Linked DNA regions of Mus musculus: region 1 is linked to region 2. The links are chromatin contacts, called in public promoter capture Hi-C maps. All regions are on one chromosome and are shown on one strand. The core of a region is the stretch at or near the end of the contact, and the rest is flanking DNA. Distances in the headings are between cores, read along the strand shown. Region 1 holds the start of Slc43a2 (solute carrier family 43, member 2). Region 2 overlaps Smg6 (Smg-6 homolog, nonsense mediated mRNA decay factor (C. elegans)).

Region 1 (3,135 bases), core at 1-2,500, 380 kb before region 2:
TTTGAAAGCCACTGAGATGTTCTCACAGTTCAGGAGAGGAAATGGCCTTTGGAGAATCATAAAGCAGCAAAAATAGACAAGAAATTCTATCTTGGCAAGCCTTTAAGGGGACTCCATAATGGCCTGACTTAAAAACATGTAGGTCTAGATGAACCTTCCTTCGGGTGGAGGCGAAGCCACTTCCTCTCTCCTGCTGCACCCCGGCCTATGAGAGTTCCTCTTTCTTACACATGTTTTTTTTTTTTTTTTTTTTTTTGCAAGGCAAGCAATGCTGCAGGCCCTGGAAGACCAGAAGGCCAGCAACGTTCCTGACTGCACGCAGGAGTCTATTAGTCTATTAGTCTACAGCTTGGGCAAATGGAAGACTTGTCCCAGCCTCAGTTTCTCCATCCACAAACAGGGACGATGATAATGATACGCACCCAGAGAGCTGGATGAGGATCAAATGGGCTTTTTGGCACTTAGAGGCGCTGTGCAGCAAGCAGGCATAGCTGGCTTACATCTTCACCACCAACCGCCCTCTCCCAAAGACCCACTCCAGAAACCTGCCCCCGACCGAGGCGCCCATCTCACCTGGCTTCGTACACAGGTAGGAGTAAAAGCCCTCGGACTTGAGCATGATGAGCAGCGAACCCCAGCCCAGGAGGACTGCGGAGAAAAGGAGGTTTTCCAACACAGCGGTGCAGGCCATCCACCAGCGGCGCCGATGGGCAGTGGCCAGGGTGGGCGCCATGGTGCGGTGTGGCGGTGGTCGGGCTCCGGTTCTGCAGACACCTGCGCGCAGACCTCAGCTTCAGCGGTGGCTCTACCCAACCCGTGTAGCCGCTGGCGCACAGCCTGTCAGTCCCTTGCAGCCCAGGCTATAGGTGCCCGCCGCAAAAGAAAAGAACCCTAGCCCTGTCAGGGACCTGGGCCACCCCGTACCCGCAGCTACCTGGTAACGCTACCTTAGGCCACAGTGGAGCCCCGCTGGCCAAGAGGAAAGGCTTCTCCCTTAGTTCACTCGGAGGTAAACTGAGGCATGGCAGCTGGAAAAGGGCTAATTATGCTCAAGGACGTGGAGCGGGTCCTGATCCCAAGCAAGACTGAACAGCCACTTTGGGGGCCGGAAAGGGAGGCAGCTCGTAGTAAGGTCACCTGAGCAGAGGCTCACCTGAGAGCTGCCACTCCCAGGGACCCTGACAGGCTCCCGCCCGCCCGCACTCGAGACCCTTCCTTAGTGCTTGTTCCTTCAACCACAAAATCAGCACAGGGAGCCCCGAAACGGCCCGCCCACGGCGCTTTCATTGGCGGGACCGCACAGGAACTGCCGCGCCATTGGTTAGTGTTTAGGTCGCTAGGCGCTACCGCCACGCGAACCCCGCATGGGAGAGGCGAAGCCGGTTCAAACCGGCGGCGCGAGCCAACCGCGCGACCCCCGTGTCGGGCTGTTACCCCGGCGATTAGCCCGTTTCCATAGAAGCGGATCCCGTCCCTCTGTCCTCCTGGCCTTTTTCGTTACGTCTCCCTCCCGGTGTCGTCCCTCTGACAAGTATGCACCTTCCCTCCAACCCCTGCCTGCGAGCGGCTTCAGGTTCTCGCACCCTCGTCTGAGACCCGGATCCTGGGAGTCCAGCTCACCCGGCTCCTACCAGTGTGTATCGGGCCCGCCCGGCGCCTTTTCTGTCCCCTTTATTTCCAGCCCTTTTATTCCTATCCTAAGATGAAAAACACTGCCGCCCGTTGATTGGCTGAGTGGGGCTGGAAACAGGCGTCGGCCAATCAGCAGCTACCCACCCGCCCCCCGGCGAGCAGAAGCCGGTTCCGGCCGGACTTGGAGACAAACAAGAGGAATGGGGGGGCTGGGGGGCGGCTCGGGCAGGCCCAGCTCTACCCAGTTAAACTGGAGTGCCCCTCGACCCGGTGACCGCCGCGGGCATCGCCCCACGCCCTTCTCGTTGCCCTCTTCCTTGTCAAGTTCATGGGTCAGCGTTTCAGGGAGTCTTGGTCCACAGCGAGCTGGGCTCCAAGCACCGTGCGGTTCGGCCCGCAGTATAGACCACCGTTCTCGCCCGGAGAGAACCAGGGCCGGATGCTCCAACTCCGCAGGCCATTACCGCCCTTTTGTGCTGTTTCCCGGCCTGCTCCTTGGGCTTTGTGTCCGGGCTCCTCGCTGCCTAGCCCCCGTTGTCCTATCCAGGCGCTGTCTACGGGTATCAGAACACCCCGACCCAGGTCGTGGCATAATTACCGCATCCCTGCTAGATCTCCCGACTCACCGGGTCCTTGCCTGGAATCAGGTGCCTCCTGCCTGGTCTTTAATCGGTGTCCCTTAAGGGTCTGTAGTCAGGATTTTGGACTAAGAGCCCCTGGTCCTCCAGTTGTCGCCATCCCCATCCCGCGCCCTCTTTTCTCGGTGCCTTCAGAGACCGGTCAGTGTTCAGGCCGGTCACCTTGGCATGCCCTGCCCTCCCACTTTCCCAAACGACTCTTTCATGTGGCTGGCACACTTTCTCGTCCACCCTTCTTCATGCTGTGAGCAATCCCGAGCACCTAGTTAGTCTAAGTCTGACTTTGGAGAGCGCGATAGATCACTAGGGGTCCAAAGAGCTCCGTCCTTTCTGTATCATCAGCGGAGCTGCGCTGCTCTGAGGACCTGCTTGGACGTGGAATGGAGCCTCAGCACGAAAGATTTGGCTGTCCGTCCGAGTCTCCCTGACGAGAGGCACTAACCTCCCCTCAGAAAACACTCGGTATCCCTCAGATTCTCCACACTTCAAGAGCCGGCTTGCTTTAGAGCTAAGGGTGTCCCCAGCAGCCTGACTCAGCTTCCCTCAGCTCGAGTGCGCCCCCTGGTGCCCAGAACCTTCGCCAGCCATTCTGCTAGTGCATGCTCTCCCAGACTTGGTCTAGGCTTGCTGGTGGGTTTGGGGGCCTGATGACCTACTGTGCAGAAATCTCATAAGCTCCAAATTGGACCTACTATCTGCCAATAGATTAAGCCCTTCAATCCTTTTCCTAAGCAATCTGCTTGAGGACCTTCTCCAGACATATATCTAAAATGTTCCCTCCCCCTCTTCAAATAAATAGTGCCCCCTTCTCCCTCAGATTGTGTGTGTCTGTGTGTGTGTCTGGGGAAGTGTTGAGACAGGATCT
Region 2 (3,399 bases), core at 282-2,781:
TTTAAAGCACTCCACCTCATATTATTCAACAGTTACCCCAATTACCACCAGCAGGCCTGTGTACCAACCTCTGTCAGCCCCAGAAGCCCACAAGCCAGGGACTATCTGTGTTATAGGCTTTTCCATTTCTGTGGAATTCTGTGAACATTTGCAGCACCCAGTGTCTTCTGGTCTGGCAATCTTACATGGGTAGCAGTGACCTGATGGGACAGGTTTAGGGTATATCTGTCTCTACAGAGTATATTTATTATTGTGCTATTTCCTCTGAGGATCATAGCCAGAAAGCAAATTGACTGGCTGAAATTTATCTGCTCTGGCAGACTATGTAGGGAGCTAGCCGGTACCAAGGGGAATCCAGAAAAGCAGGTGGGTCAGTCTCAGTCCCCTCACTCCCTCTTATGGTCTTCTGAAACATAGCAACCACAAGGAGACAGACCCAGAAACAGTACAGAGGAAGTGTATGTGCGTGCCAACTGAGATGGGGCCCACGGTGCTGGGCCTGGCCACCAACAGTTAGCAAGAAGGTTGCTTAGGCTTCACTAGGGTGACAGTAAAACTGAAAGGGCATGCCTTCAAAGGATGGGGGTGGCTTCTCGGTGACCTACCAGAGACCTTTCCCTATGAGTAAGTTGTTGCTGCCACTGCCACCACAGTTGGTGAAGACACAGGCCACGGGACAGTGGCAGCATGAGAAGTTTTGGCCAAGAGGCCCTGTCTGCTGAAACCCTCCAACTGTTCTCACCTCACAAGGGGAAAGTGTCAGCCACCTTCCCAGGGGCTTTCGGTCACTGTCATTCCCAGAGCACTGGCAAAAGGACAGTAACACACATTCTACTAATCTTGGTGGGGGCATTGAGAAGAACAGGAAAATGTCCTGCTCAGGTCCAGCAGATACTCTGCTGCCCTTTATGCCAAGAAGTAGCTCCCCTCCCCCAGGCTTCTGTCCTCCATACAAATCGACCAGAATGCTCTTTCTGAAGCCCTGTTCAAATATGTTTTTTGTTGTTGTTGTTGTTGTTGTTGTTTTTGTGGGAGAGAGGACATAATAAGTTCTGCCACATGACTGGTGGATGACAGGAGACATGAGCACCTATAGTGACAGGAACCATAGTCTTAATTAAGGAAGCACCACCTCTCTCTCTCTTACATCTGTTTTCCTACTTGGAGAAATGACATGCAGTCCTGGTTAGACTTCCATTAAGAATGCTGATAACTGTCGTTTTTCACCTTGGATGAACAATGGGTTCCTAAGACCAGGCTCATGCCACCTTATATGCTAGTGGTAAGTCAGACAGCCAAGGCAGGCTGGGGAGCAGCATGGCGTTTGAAGACAGGATAGATGTAAAACCTAGAGTAAGGTTTGGGGAAGCTTGATTTCCTTGGGTACCTAGAGCTATGGTCTGTGGCCAGAAAGGTGAACTGGCCATAGCCTCTCAAAGAGGTAGCAGATGGTTCCCTGGGAATGGGACAGGGCCAAGCTGCGTGTGGTGGTCAGAGCTGGGCTGCCCTCATCCGGTCTCAGGGACGCCTGCAGACAACTTCCCCTAACCTGGCTCTGCCCAGTGAGTCACCACACAACTGCTTCCTGTTCCCCACATGCCCTCATGGAGTCTCAGGAGATTAGACAAAGTTGCTCTCTCTTCTTTTGGGGTGCCAGTGGGCTTAGCAGGTAAGGGGATTAATACCTGGGTCACAAGATTAGTTCAGTACCAATAAAAACAATGACAGATCAAGAAGAGCTTAGGAGTCAGGCTTTCTGTGATGGGTGTCTGTGTTTCCGGCCCTTTCTGAGTGGCGCTGTGTGTGTTTAGCATTTGCCCTCCCAACTTTTCCAGATTTTACCCGTCAGATTCCTGGCAGCTGTGCACGGCGCCTGTGCCGGCCGTCACGTCCCATTCTGATCTCTGGGTCGCACGGTGAGAGAAGGACACAGGATGCGCAGGGAGTGAAAAAGTGATGTAGATGGGGAGAGTGCCAAGTCCCCACTCACAGCCATGGGACGCTCAGGGAGAAGGGGAAGCATGCTGCTGTGGAGTTCAGAGGCCGGTAGTGTCATTTATTTTTGTTTGTACGAGTAAAAAGCTGCAGAAGCCTCTGGTGGGAGTGAGGGGGGGAACTGGAATGCTAAGATTCAGACAGATCAGCCCTGGCCTGGACTCAAATGTACTGACCCGGAAGGAGAGTTCCACAGGAGCCCTCCACTGTAGCTCAGCCTGGGCCACCCTGGGAAAGTGTAGGCACTCCTAGGGCAGAGAGGTGGGAGGTGGGACACAGTCCTAGGGCAGAGTGGTGTGAGGTGAGCACCAGGGGCTCATGATCATCCTCGGCAAGACCTTGTCTCAAGAAAACAAAACCACGGGGCCTAGCAAACACAGAAGTGGATGCTCACAGTCAGCTATTGGATGGGTCACACGGCCCCTAATGGAGGAGCTAGAGAAATTACCCAAGGAGCTAAAGGGAACTGCAACCCTATAGGTGGAACAACAATATGAACTAACCAGTACCCGGGAGCTCTTGTCTTTAGCTGCATATGTATCAAAAGATGGCCTAGTCGGCCATCACTGCAAAGAGAGGCCCATTGGAGTTGCAAACTTTATATGCCCCAGTACAGGGGAACGCCAGGGCCAAAAAGGGGGAGTGGGTGGGTAGGGGATTGGGGGGGTGGGTATGGGGAACCTTTGGGATAGCATTGAAAATGTAAACGAGGAAAATAACTAATAAAAAAAAAAAAAGAAAACAAAACCAAACCCCAAAATAAGCAAACACACGAGCAAGCACAAAAAAGACTTAAAAATAAAGAAAAAGAGTAGATACTCCAAATCAGACTTGCAGCAATGAGGACCATCAAGTGTGCAAGAGAGAAATAACTCCAGTTTAGGAAAAGTGCTAAGTGTCCAGTTATCTCTGAGCAACAGGAGCAAACTGACAGACAACTGGGAAAGAGACATGGTATGCAGTAGCTGAGGTAGCTGATGGGTTGTGTCTCTAGGAAGGTTCTTTTACAAGTTAAAGGGGATGATTTTACAATGCCAACCCACTGAAAACAGAGACACAAAATTACACAGACAAAAATGCAATGCAATTGGCTGACACAGATGGTGCACAGCAGATCATGAAACAGGGCCACCACACCAAGTAGAGGCTTTAAATCTTTCTTCTGCTTAGAAGACCCATACACAGTGTGGTTGCTTCCTCCCTTCAAAGGGGATGGACTCACCCAGGGTCTGTATTCCTTATTATTCTGGAGACAGTAATATCATTACCACAAATGAGAGGTTTTATAACATGGCAAACTTTCACAATCACCTTGCATGTCACAGAGTACCTAACTTTGTGCCTGACACAAATTAGTAATGACAATGACAATTTCTACTCTCTCTTGTACAACTCTCTCTTACA

Evidence for each region. Promoter capture Hi-C pulls out the DNA fragments that hold promoters and counts their contacts.
Region 1: a contact with region 2 is called in a promoter capture Hi-C map of liver, with 3 times the contacts expected there. The contact joins the promoter of Slc43a2 here to the enhancer-like site in region 2. A contact is called at or near these places in 2 of 39 promoter capture datasets (liver and stem cell-derived epiblast-like cells), 1 of 484 Hi-C or Micro-C datasets (embryonic stem cells) and 2 of 115 datasets of contacts at active chromatin or transcription factors (embryonic midbrain and memory CD8 T cells).

The regions. Positions count from the first base shown.
Region 1 is chr11:75,530,227-75,533,361 of GRCm38.p6, reverse strand. Slc43a2 (solute carrier family 43, member 2) reads right to left here and starts at 1,250. Exons shown (of 14, transcript NM_001199283.1): 1 at 948-1,250; 2 at 574-774. The coding sequence starts at 733.
Region 2 is chr11:75,151,518-75,154,916 of GRCm38.p6, reverse strand. The region is part of intron 15 of Smg6 (Smg-6 homolog, nonsense mediated mRNA decay factor (C. elegans)); the gene reads right to left. Among named protein-coding and RNA genes, the nearest start is that of Hic1, 17 kb to the left of the region's middle. Within about 2 kb of position 1,531, at least 113 of the 459 cell types and tissues checked have an H3K27ac peak or open chromatin away from gene starts, as enhancers often do. A contact at or near this core is called in liver and memory CD8 T cells, where this site is marked.